Regions from separate parts of the Zea mays genome. Here region 1 is linked to region 2. A link is a contact called in public Hi-C data. All regions are on one chromosome and are shown on one strand. Each heading gives the region's core, a stretch centred on a gene start, on an enhancer-like site or on the middle of the called end of the contact. The rest is flanking DNA. Distances are from core to core; before and after follow the strand shown. Region 1 holds the start of LOC100281457. Region 2 holds the start of LOC103639781 (probable WRKY transcription factor 53).

Evidence for each region. Hi-C and Micro-C count contacts between places; a contact is called where the count stands out from the background.
Region 1: a Hi-C map of leaf shows a contact between it and region 2, with 6 times the contacts expected there. The contact joins the promoter of LOC100281457 here to the promoter of LOC103639781 in region 2. A contact is called at or near these places in 11 of 25 Hi-C or Micro-C datasets (bundle sheath, ear, endosperm and 3 more).

The regions. Positions count from the first base shown.
Region 1 is chr9:20,062,062-20,068,378 of Zm-B73-REFERENCE-NAM-5.0, reverse strand. It overlaps LOC100281457, which reads left to right and starts at 4,375. Exons shown (of 19, transcript NM_001154375.2): 1 at 4,375-4,605; 2 at 4,869-4,932; 3 at 5,173-5,262; 4 at 5,895-5,951; 5 at 6,143-6,191; 6 at 6,270-6,317. The coding sequence starts at 4,481. It overlaps LOC103638063 (UPF0369 protein C6orf57 homolog), which reads left to right. Exons shown (of 1, transcript NM_001328212.1): 1 at 1-135.
Region 2 is chr9:19,834,869-19,841,623 of Zm-B73-REFERENCE-NAM-5.0, reverse strand. It overlaps LOC103639781 (probable WRKY transcription factor 53), which reads right to left and starts at 3,169. Exons shown (of 3, transcript XM_008662493.3): 1 at 2,223-3,169; 2 at 42-167. The coding sequence starts at 2,578. It overlaps LOC100282621 (splicing factor 45), which reads right to left. Exons shown (of 3, transcript NM_001412121.1): 3 at 5,177-5,874. The coding sequence ends at 5,575.

The sequences.
Region 1 (6,317 bases), core at 3,126-5,625, 230 kb before region 2:
GAGTGAGCAGGTTCTGTTGTTAGGTTGCCTGATCTTGGTTATCACCGGACGTAATGAAACAATGGAACGCAGTGCACACATCATTGTGACTTCTTAGAATTCCGCACAAGCAAAGGATGAAAGTTCCTTCTTCCCTGGTTCCCGGTTTGGAGTTGCGAATTGGGATTACTGTTTGTAGCGTTGTTTCAGATCGAGGCTATTTGTAGCGCTGTTTCAGATTGGGGAACCGAAGGCTGTTGATAGTAGATGCGATAGAGGACCAGATGCTGTATGTAGTGTTCTTTAATTTGGATGATTCATCAGATGTTATTTAGCTATCTGCAATGGCAAATCTTGGATGTTTGGATATGTAACAACCGGGTAAAGCTGTACCCTTGACACTGTCAATACGTCTTCCAAAAAGGCTCGAGGAGGACCTGGCTGATCAGGGGCGAACCTATCCATTTTAGGGGTGCATCATCACCTAAAAAACACAGAACTAGTAGTTATAATAAGTAAATGTTGACCTTATATACACTTCTATTTAAAATTCACTCTGCGAACGGTACATTTCACAGTGTAAAATAGTGGTTTAGATAACCATATAAGTAAACTACTGGACACAATAAGTGTGTTTGGTTCAGGTTTCTAAACCGATTCGTTGCGAAAAATCTAAAACCTTAACCAAAATGGGCATAACAGCATAATAGATTCTTGAAAATCTATGGATTTCTTTAGTTCAATTTAGAATGGTCTCCTACCTTTTTGAAAATCTATAGATTTCTCTACTTCAATTTAGAATCACCTCCTACCCCAGACTTTCCAGATTTCTATCATCCATGTCATGTTATAAAGCTATCATGCTCTTATAGTTACTATAGATAACGATTGTTTCAACCAAATAAGTTTCGATTTTTTCACAATTGTCAGCTCATAATAGATTTCTCACATCTCACGGTTAGAATCAGATTTTGAGAAATCTACAGCTAGACCAAACAGACCCTAAGTGTATTGGGAAGAAGCATAGCCAAACAAATACCCTGTCTTAGCTAAGCCCTCAAGTCTCAATGTGGGACCTGTAAGGAAAATGGACCCCGGGCCTTTTGGCTAATTGAGTTTTGGTGTTTGATGAACAACACAATCCGTGAACTAATAAGTTTTCTAGTGTTTGTGTTTGTAGTTCACAGGATGCAAAGAGAATTGGACCAAGGCAATGAGGATGCAACACCTCAAAAGAAGACATAAAAAGATGCATAGGAGTCCAATACTCAAGAACAAAGAAGCCCGAAGAAATCAGCGAAGAAATCCAAGATAAGGGCTGTCAGCCAGCGCCTGGTGGCGCACCGGACATTGGTGTCCGGTGTGCACCGGACTGTCCGGTGCGGCACCGGACAGTCTGCGCAGAGAGGCCGCAGACAGGCGCTCTTTGGCTGTAGCACCGGACTGTCCGGTGTGCACCGGACTGTCCGGTGTGCCAATGGGCAGACGGCAACGGTCGGATCCAACGGTCGACTGCTACAGGCGCCAACGGTCGGCTGACGTGGCGTGCACCGGACATCCACTGTGCAGTGTCCGGTGGTGCACCGGACTGTCCGGTGCACCCGACGACAGAAAGCTGCTGCTTTCTGTCCAACGGCTAGTTTGGGATGTGGAGGCTATAAATACCACCCCAACCGGCCATTCTCAAGTGTGGGAGCCCAAGAAACATACCAAGGCATATTGTAGACATTTCTAAGTGCTCAAACACCCAAGTGCTTAATAGAATCACTCGGTGATTAGCGTAGGTGCTTTGTGAAGTGCTTAGGTTAGTTAGACCGCATTAGCGCTTGCTCTAGGTGAATCCTAGTTAGTTGAGTGAGTTTTGTAAAACCACACAACCCCTCGGCTCTTGCGTGAGTCGTTGTAATTGTACCGAGTGGGGCGAGAGTCTTGCGAGACCGTGACAACCGCGTTTGTGTCACAGCCGCCACCGTGTACCGGAGGGAACGAGGCCCGCGGCGTTTCGGCCGGAAGCTCGATAGTGGAGACGGCGGGGAGCGTCCGAGAGGAGCTGGAAGCGGAGCACCACTTGCGTGTGGAGAAGGCCCGCGGCTCTCTACGGAGTTACTCGACCGTGGTGCTTGGCCCTCGCGTGGGCTTCCCTTTGCGTAGGGGCACTAACGAGGATTAGTCGGGACCTTGCGTGGTTCCGGATACCTCGGTAAAAATACCGGCGTCATCCACGAGAGTTTGCTTCTCTACTTAGCTCTTTACATTCCGCATTTATATTAAGCATTTAAGTTTCAATCTTGTAGTCATACTTATCTAGTGTAGATTGAAACTTAGCCTTTGCGGTAGAGATAGCAACACTTAGACAAAACCTAGTTTGCATATTCTAGTTATTTGCATAGGTTTTGCTCTAGGGATTTAATTGTGGCCTAGTTTAGTAAAAGTTTTAGAAATCCTAATTCACCCCCCCTCTTAGGCGTCACCCGTTTCCTACAGGACCTAATCTCAAGACTCTGGTTCTTTGTTGCTCTCTCAGTAACAACATCCTTCAGTTTAGAAGACGAGTCATAGGGTTCTCTAAGGCTCTAACAACATCCTTCAGTTTAGAAAACGAGTCATAGGGTCCTCTAAAGATCTAACAACATCCTTCAGTTTAGAAAACGAGTCATAGGGTCTTCTAAGGCTCTAACCATCCTTAAGTTTAGAAACATCATCCTTCAGTTTAGAAAACGAGTAATATGGTCCTTTAAGGCTCTAGGACTTCTCCATCTCGCGGGGCTCTCTTTGAGCCACCCGGACCTCCAAGGCCCCTAACATCATAATCCTAACATCGAATTGTGGGCTATCTTGGTCTCTAATTCCCTTCATATGAAAAGCCAAGCTCCCTGCTCTTCTATGTGCAGGAGCCCTTGCGAACTAAGGAATACAATCAGGTATGGCCTCTAGACAAGATGGCCTTGGGGAGTACAACCATAGTGTCACATTGTCGCCTTTGTCTCCACTCATAACATTCTTGTGGTACTAGCAGTCTCGATAAGGCTTATGTCCATAGAATTAAATGTGATAGTTGATATTGTGGTCGACGAGATGCATTGTAGCCATGACAAAGGGCAACAGGCGTACTTGAGGCCTCTATGCAGTGTGTGCCACCATGTTTATAGTCGCATCTAACATACTAGCATACAAGTAGGAATTATAAAGTACAGGCAACTATAATATTTACCTGCTACGTTATAGCCAACAGCGTGGGCTCTGACGTCAATGTGATAGGACATATGTGCTATTATGATAGGACATACATGCTACAATGATAAGACACATCTTCCCTACAGCAAGATGAGCTCAACGTTGTCATGTCATGACCAACGCGTGCATCATGTATGGATCCACAATTAGGCGTGGACATTTTCTCACCCAAACCGAACCGAAATTTTAAAACTCGAACCTAAGTTTCGGTGTTACGTTGTTCGGTGTCGGTTTTGGTTCTTAGGGGCTGTTTGGTTCTATATGTATGGTGCCAAAAAATTACCACACAATCTTATACCACACTTGCCTAAGGTGCCTAAGGTTAGGCGCTTAAATTCTGCGTCGCAGTTTGCCACGCCTAAGAGAATCTTGACACACTTTTACCAGTTATTGACGAGTGGGGCCTACGTAGCAGGAGAAAAATCTTGCCACAACTGTGGCTTCAAACCGAACACATGCCTAACTTGGTTAAACTTGCCTAACCTTAGACGTGGCAAGTTAGGCAGCAAACCAATCAAGCCTTTAGTTTTATGAATTTAGGTCTACGGTGTCTAACAACCATGTAACTCTCTTCTCCTTTGTGCCATAAAAGGAAGTAGAGCAACATGTAAGGAGATCAAAGGTAGGTAAGACAGTTAGGACCTTTTAGATTCTTTTTTAGAATCTTGGTGTCTTTTGTAGTTTTGTACCATAAGAGAGGTAACAGAGATAGCGATAGATAAAAAAATTGTTTTGCTCTCGGGGTTCTACAGTTCTACTAATAAATTCTGTTTAGTAGACCAGTACTAGGGCTCTTTGAAAACAAAACAAAACAAAAACTTTTTTTTTTGTGATCGACATGTCCCGTGATCCGTACGCAATTATTTTACACATAAGTATAGGTTACGAGATTGTCGCAAAAGTATGGTTGTGTGCTTGTGCAAGTCTTGGACGTAGCTCGTTATGCCCAAGTCCACGGTGCGTTAATTTATTCCGTTCATGAGCAGAGCAGAGAGGCAGGGTTAACTTGCGCTGCATGTCCGTACCTTTCTTCTTCCGGCCCTGGCCATGTGACTTGTGTGATTGTGACAGAGAGGCAGGCAGGTCAACGTTCAGCGCGCGTACATAACGTAGAGGACCACAGCCCGCAGGCCGCAGGGGAGGGACTGGGAGGCATCGTCGCAAGCAAAGCAAACCTCTCGGGGACAGAGAGGCTGTACGCTGTGCACCTTCTTCTGTGTCTCGTCTCCGACGTACTCCTCTGTCTCGTCGGAGAAGAAGAGAGAAGATGAAGCACCTGGTGGAGGTGGAGGCGGCGACGGCGACCGCGGGGCCGGCGTACCGGAACGCGCGGGCGAAGGACGGCCTCCTGCAGGCCCCGGCGGGGCTCCACAGCTGCTGGGACATCTTCCGGTGAGCCATATCCATCCATCCATCCCTCTGCAGCATCCAGCTCTCTAGATGATCGATCTTTTGCCGCTCTAGTCTCGGCCTTTCCTCGATCTCCACATACACCCTAGCTGCCAGCTCAACGTACGCCCGGCATGCTAGCTAGCTGCTGGCCTGCTGCTGCTGCTGCTGCTACCGTACGTGCATGCATGTGGCACGATTGTTGTTCTTCTGATTGTTGTCGCATGGTTTGCTTGATCGATCGGGCGGGGTTTGTGACTCGGCAGCGCGTCCGTGGAGAAGTACCCCGACAACCAGATGCTGGGTCGCCGGAGAGTCGTCGACGGCAAGGTAAGAACAAAATTGACTTGTTTGTTTCCTCTTCCTTCTTCCACCCAACAACCCACTTGCTGCTGGGAGAATTAATTTACCCGGTCCATTGCTTCTTCGCCGCCCTCTCTAGCTAGTCGTCGTCTAGAAGGTAAAACAAGTAGCATTAATAATATAAATAACAATATCACTACTACTACTACTACTAATCTTGTGCTTACGTATAATATTGGTTTTGTAAATAAAACTGCATGCATGCAGGCGGGCGAGTACACCTGGTGGACTTACAAGGAAGTCTACGACGTCGTGATGAAGCTCGCTGCATCCATGGACAAGTCCGGGATCAAACAGGTACGTACTGCACGCAATAGTCACAGGCATTGCTTCTCATCTTCGATGATGATCTGCACCAGCTGGCGCGTAATAAACACACACACACACACAAGATGAACGTACTACAACATATGGAAGCATCCATCATGCATGCGGATTCACGTCAGCTTGTCTGGCTCACCACTCACATAATCACATGCATCATTAATGTGTGGTTGCTCTTTTGGTTGGATGCATGCATCATGCATGCATATGGCTGGCTGCTGGGGCCTGGGGGAGACCTGATCGACACCTGCCACTGGGAGCGGTAATGGTCTCTAAATTTTAACCTATTAAATTTAAGGAAAACAAGCAACTAATAAGCAAGTATAGGAAACAAGCATGAAGCATGTATAGAAAACAAGCAAGTTGTCGTGACTCGTGATCTTTGTCTCATCCCAATCCCAATCTGTTCCATCAGACAGATATATATAGTAATTGCAGTTAACTAATTGCAATTAATGGGATGTCGTCTAGCAAAAGTGTCGTCCCATCCATGACCCTTTCGCCAGGTTATTTAATTATACTACGTACTACTAGCTAGAGGATCGATTGACCAAGTCAAACATACACCTGATGATGGGCTGGTTTATCAAAACTCAATCCGCCAGGGTGAAAGCTGCGGCATATACGGCGCGAACTGCCCCGAATGGATTGTCAGCATGGAGGTAATAGTTCTATTTTTCATCCAAACTGCCTTTTTTTTAAAAAAAAAAAACAATCCATTCAAACTGCCTGCTTTTTTCTTAGACAATTCAATTCAAACCGCCTTAGCTTACCGAAACGATAAAACTGTGCCTTGGCACTTCTGACCTCGCTCTTGTGCGTATACTATTCAATCTGCTTCTATGGTTGGTAGGCCTGCAACGCGCTTGGGATCTGCTGCGTCCCCCTCTACGATTCTCTCGGTAATAAACAAATGACTCGCATCGGTCGTCACTGCTTACCGTTGATCCCTATCTTGTGTTGTGTCGACTCGTACGTAGGTGCTGGGGCGGTGGAGTTCATCATTTGCCATGCCGAAATACAGATCG
Region 2 (6,755 bases), core at 1,920-4,419:
CTTCGATCTTTGATGGCTGTGACCTGAGAGGGTTTGATTACCTGGGAAACTTGGCGCCGAGAATGTCCTTCTGGCCGTACTTCCGCCAGCTGAAGCCGTCGTCCGGGGTGGCCTCCAAGCTTGTTTCTGGCACTCGGAACTTCGCGGTCCATCTTGGCAGACCTTTTCTGTAGGATTCATGACGACCAGAAAAGAAAATGAGGGCTCAGTCAGAAGTTCAGATTCTATATTTTATACCATTCCATTCTATTTGTGTTGACTCGCAGGTACGTTGTGCTTGTATTTGACCGAGCGTGCCGTGTGCTGTATATGCCCACGACCACAAAAAAAAGTGTTCCCTTTTTTGACCAAACAACTAACCATGTATGTTCGTAGCCTGCGAAAAATAATATAGAGGCGGGTCTATGTATAGTAATTCAAGGGTATTTAGTTGAACACCTAATTTTTAGCAAAGAAAAATAATATAGAGGGTGTAGACATATATCGGGGAAAAAGAGAGAGAAAAACAATCAGAATATATGATGTACAACAATTAGCCCAAATTGATAAAGGCCGAAGCGATATGTTTCTGCTCCTTTCTTCTCTCCCACCGGAAGGCCCAAAAAGGCCAAAATCCACACCCGCAATCTCCACGACGTCCATAGCTTCAACTAAATTTACCAAGCAAATTACGTCCAGACTTAACATAACACTCTCTTACTCATCCAAATCTTCTCCCTCGCTCGCGTCGCCGTCTCAACCGACCCCTCTTCCTGCGGGACTGTAACATTAACACGTGCTATATGGTAGTTTAGAGTAGCAATTGTGATTTGTGAATCACCTCTAAATTGGAGCGAGGAGAGATTGGAAAGAAGAGATAACGAGTTTGTGTGCAAATTACGTAGTCAACCTTGTCTAATTTAGTATTCCCTAGTTTAATTAATCTTAGTATCAAAAAGTTGTATAAACAATTTATGAGTTCTTTTAGGGGTCATTTGGATCCATTCGTTTTGGAGGAATTGAAATCTACTTAGGAGATGTTTGACAGATCTCCCGAAGTTCCGTTTCCAACAAGAATCACTCTCGCCTGGCCAAACGGTAAAAAAATTGATCTACTCTGGTGTGAGCGGAGTGAATCTAGTCTCCATTCTATACTATATTAGTGAGAGAGAAAAACTACTCCTTGTCGCTTCAAACGTGCTCCCTATTATCTAACCCTCGAGAATCACTTCACAAACTGTAGCCATTTCGCTAAATAGATTTACTCTTGCTAGAGAATCGCTTGATATAACTCTGCCGGAAAATTAACTCTCCGAGCTAGAGAATTATGGCTCGGATCTCTGCCAAACAGTCCCTTAATGAAGTAGGATATTTAGTTTGTAATTTGATATTCCACTACTTTTTAAAGCTTAGATATAATACTATCTCAAATTTATATGGTGAGGGGCGAAAATTAATTTTACGTATGGCCATATTATGTTTCTACTTTATAATTTATAACACAGTTATCAGCTCGTCCTTTATAATAAAAATATAGCACATAAATATCTTTCATATATAGTTAAATAGTAGTATACAAACATATCTCGCATACAGCTATATAGCTTAATTTGTCTGCACCTAAATTAGGATTATCAGAATAGAATTCAACTGAAATGATCCAACCGGGGTCTTTCTGTTTTGTTGTTTCGTGGTAAATTTTAGGAGCAATTGCACTGCAAAGACAATTTTGTTTTGTTTTAGAAAAATCAAAACCGCGTCTCGTGCTGGTTGAGTGGTCGTGTTGTTCCTGCGTTTTTACGTACAGCTTAAACGGGGTCGAGTCTAAACTTGCACATTTGCACGAACCTAAAACATGGCCATACCTAGATATGTGTAAAGCTCCAATACTCACTCCGCACAAAATATGACGCGATCGAATTTTTTTTTCTAGAACTTTAATTATTTGTCTCATTTAAAAAGAATTGCGAATTATTATTTATTTTGTTGTGATTTGTTTTATCAAAATCGTTTGAACGTGATTTAAAACTTAACATTTTTAATTCATATTTTGAATAAGAGAAGTGATTAGATTTTTGAAAAAAGTCAACCGCGTCGTCATAAAGTACATGTTTCCGATGAATTTGCATATATACGCGTAGTTTTCGATTTTTATGCCGTTTGACCCTATATGCATGCATGCACCCGCCAACCCCCCCTTTTTTTAGTTTGAAAAAAATGGAAAGCGAACGCAGTCAACGCACCTCCTCTTGCACATGGTGCTTTGGCGCTCCTGCGCCTGCGCGTCGACAGCGACCGTCCGGCCCGAGCTCTCGTCCGCCGACCGCGGCGAGTCGTCGGAGCGGTCGGTGCCCCGCGACGACCCCGGCGCGGCGGCCTCGAAGGCCCTAGCGACGGCCGCCGCCCGCCCGAGCGTGCGCTGCAGCCGCCGCGCCGCGCCCCTGTAGTGCTCCGCCGCCGCTCGTCGGGACGACGACCACGGCCCGTCGTCTTCGGCGGCCACCATCTCCCCGAGCTGGCGCGCCTGCTCCTCGCCGTCGGCGAGCAGCGCCAGGAGCGTCTGGATGCCCCCTTCTTCCGCTCCCGCGCCGTCTTGCATGGCTGGCTAGCTCTTGCTTGCTTGCCGCCTAGAGCTACTAACTGGTTCGATCGACCGACCGACCACTCAGCGACGAGTGCTCTGTGGACACGTACTGTGGTTGATTATTCTTGGAGGATTTAACACCCTGGGTGTTGATCGGTCTGTACGAGCGGTATTTCAGCAGCAAGCTGGGACGAGTTGGTGATGGGGATGCAGAGGAAAACTGGACGGATGCGACGGCGGCGACGGCACGACAGTGGCCGATCTGAAAGGGCGAGGCTATATATACGGTACCGCTATAGCAGGGAGGAGCAACGGGAGGGAGGACCGTGAAGTTCAGAGGACGAACGCATGAGAAAACACGAGGTGACCTCGAGTGTCCATGACATGAACACAGCAGAAGGATATATACACGAACAGGTGGCTTCTCGGCCAAGAGAATGGCGGCAACGAACGATGCAATGAGCCGATGATCACGAAAGCTTGCAGTGGGGCAGGTATATATGCAGGACGAGCGAGTAGGAGAGAGAGAGAGAGAGAGCAACGGCGGAGAAGACGAGAGGAATGTGGTGGCATGCAATGCTTGTTCCCGGAGAAGGATGCTAGCAGTAGCAGCAGTTATAAGTAGAACGGTTGTCTGAGATCCAACGGCCATGAATCTGTACTGTACTCTGCAGGTCCCGGCCCGTCTGTGCCGCACACCTGTGGTATTCTTCTCTGATTCCCTGGGTTGGGTGCTCGTCCGTCCATTGACCAGTCGGCGGTCTTTGGTCAGACAACTTATTATCGAACCGGGCGGAGGAGCTGGAGGGGAAACTGCGACGTCCACTAGCTCGATGGAGGAGCTGTGAAGAGACCCGAATAGCTAGCTAGGGGCTTGTTCTCACCGAAGAGCAAGCAGTAGCTAGTGACCCGTTCGCGCGCGACTCCTTTTGGAAAGTTCGGTAGGAACACGAATATTCAAATTCAAACCCTGGGACGAACGACGTGCAGTGCCGGTCGTCGTGCGCTGACCCTTCAACCCTGCGGTGCGGTCGATGCTACTACTGGTCTAGTCCAGAAAAGGTCGTCGTGTTTGTTTTGCAGAAGAGAGAGAGAGAGAGAGAGAGAGAGAGAGAGAGAGAGAGAGAGAGAGAGAGAGAGAGAGAGAGAGAGAGAGAGAGAGAGAGAGAGATAGGCCACGTACGACGGCGTTGCCTCATCATCAAGGCTGAGTGGAGGAGGAATGGAGAAGCTAGGAGGAGGTCAACAGGCGAAGGTCCAACGAACCGGCACCGAATCTTCAGACCCGTTTCCGCGTATTTGGACTGGGAGTCTGCAAGTGACAGTGACGCAAGTGCCACGACGTTGTGCTGACGCCGGCCGGGGGAAAGGAGGCAAGCCAGCCGCACAGGGAACAGTTCCCTTTTCTGCTCTCTGTTCTAGTGTTCTGCGCGCGTAACGATTCCCGAACGAATAGGATTCTGCGGCACTCGTGGAGCCCAGCGGTGGCCGCTGACGCGTCCAACAGCGAGTGAGTGAAAGTGAACGAACAAACGAATGAATGACGTCGCTCGCTAGTCGACTTGTTCGTACGACTCGCTCGCCGTAGCTCGTATAAGCGCCGCGTACATACCGGACGGCGTCGCCTTGTTGTGGATTCCATACAAACAACGGCGGAACAGTTCTCGTACGGATATAAGCGTAAGGATTTTTTTTTTTTACATATATACAAACAAAAACAATCGACTTTTTTCTGTTCTCGCTGCCGACATGGCTGGTAGGTACGGCACCAAGGCCAGCCAAACTACTTCAGGGCATGTAGAATGGAAAGGACTCGAGGAGCTAAAATCTTTCCATTTTAGTCTCTTCAATTCTCTCCATTTGCATGGCTCCCAATACATCTTTTAAACAAGCGTGTTTGATTGAGAAGTGAAGAACAATGAAGCGACTTTATTTTATTTTCTAGGGGTTTGGTTTCCAACAACGAAAGAGGAGTGAAACAGTCGGAGTTTTCATATGAAAAATATACCATAAATAGTTAGAATGACCCTACTCCACCAAAACGACCGAACACAGAGTGCTCTTTAGGACGCGAGCACTCTTCTCCCTCTTCTTCCCTCCACACTTAGATGACTCTCCAACCGTAGCGGCTCCACTCTATTCCAATATTTAACCAAACAAAAAATGGAGCGACTTAGTTCAAATTACCAAACATAGAATGAAATGGCTCTACTATTAGAAACTGGAATAAAGTCGCTCCATTCCGGTTAACTCTCCAACCAAACGCAACCCTAGAAAAGGATGTAGTTCTAAGTTTGGTTGGAGTACAGTTTGATGATACTACTCTCGTTTTTTTTTGGAAAGAGTGTAATTTCTAGGTTTAATTGGAGTCGAGTTTGATAGAGCTCTAGATTCTCCTCGCCAAACGTCCTAGTTCTGAATTCTGACGTTTCTCTCGTGATTGTCGACCACATCCTCTGAAAACGTTTGGTAGGGATCGTATGTCCAGATCCTTGAATTATAGAATTGCAAATTTCCATGGGCGGAAGAACCGCACGAGAAACTGAGCGAGACCACGGCATCAAACGTCATCTTCATTCAACTGCGGCAGAACCCGATGGTTGCAAGCAAGAAAAATATGAACCCAGCGATTATCATTTCAGAGCATAATCAGATTACAGTTACAGCAACGCATTGGGACAACTGATACAGTTCCAGCAATGCTATTCTGTCAACAATAAGGATTTCGTCTGAGATGTCATATCGCAGTTAGGTGATTACAAGATCGAAAATCAGGACAAAATTTTTCATGTATATACGTAGAAGGTAGTTCAGTAGCAGGAGACACGGCACAAAAAAAAAAAACATATCTTATATCCACAATATTTCCAGTACACTACACCTAGCACTAGAAAGCATGCAAATTGTCTGACTGTATGCTCTACTTCATCCTCGATTAACAGAAAGAACTACAAGGCCACAACCCACCTCTCACCTGATATTATACTGATACCACACCAAAACGTTTGGCTTTAGTCGAAGAACCCTGGTACTTCCCCTGGCATCGGAGCGAGTTCGTTCCTCGCAAACCTTTCCTCGTCAAAGAAGGTTGCCTGCACCACGCGCCCGCCAAAGAACCGCCCCTGCAGATCGACCATTGCCTTGGTTGCTTCTTCCGCCCGCTCAAACTGTATGAATATCCTTACAGCCTCATCGGACGGGAAGTATGCCTGTGTGATCTCGAATATCAGCACCCGGGACACCGTCCCGTACCTGGCACACTCCGATGCCACCTCGTCTTCCAGCTCGTCGTCAACCTCGCCAGGACCAACCTGCACATTGTTTCACAATCATGCATAAGAACTGCCTACAGAATTGTAAGTGTCGTATGTTTCCTTCTTGCTGAACAATCCAAACCCTCTAACAGTAAGTGGAAATGGATAGAAAATCTGAATTCAATGGATCGGCACTCTGCTCAAGTCATAGAAATTGCTCAGGATCCAAGGTCTCACACAGTTAATAGACACAATTCAGCAAGATAACTTCATGATGTCAGACTTCTTGGGGTCATACCAAGATACAAATATCATTTTCTTTGACATGAACATGGAAACTTCTTTATCATTAACAATCTAGTAATACTTATTATCTGATAAATCAATTTGTTTACCATGGTATTTCAGAATCATACTGATTCCAGGATCAGCTTCAATCACATAACTGAGATTTCATGACCATTGCATACCATCTAAATTAAAAAACACTAATCAGATAAGACTATTGCAGTACTATAGTCAAATCCAACAGAGAGCTCACTAAAAACCATAAACAAATTCTAGTGGAGTTTGACCTCTAATTATTCTTGAAAATTTTAAAAAGATTAACAAGAACATCAATTAATTATATACGGTGGAGAGAGAAAAAAGAAACTTAGCATTTCTAAACACATATTAACGAAAAATCCTGATTCCTGGGTGCTACATTGGTGCTCCCGTTTGTATTTATAAGCTAAGGGGCAAAGCTAATATGTAGTATTGTAGTTCAGACAAATTTAAATAGCTTGTTTAAACCAAGTTCAAAACTGCAAAGTTAGCAACTTACAATATTGTTACATTCAATTATTGCCAATAATAAAGGTAAGGTAAGGGCTAATCATACACTAGATAGGCTAGTTAACTGTGGCACTACAAGCAAACAGTTGCAAAGGTAATGA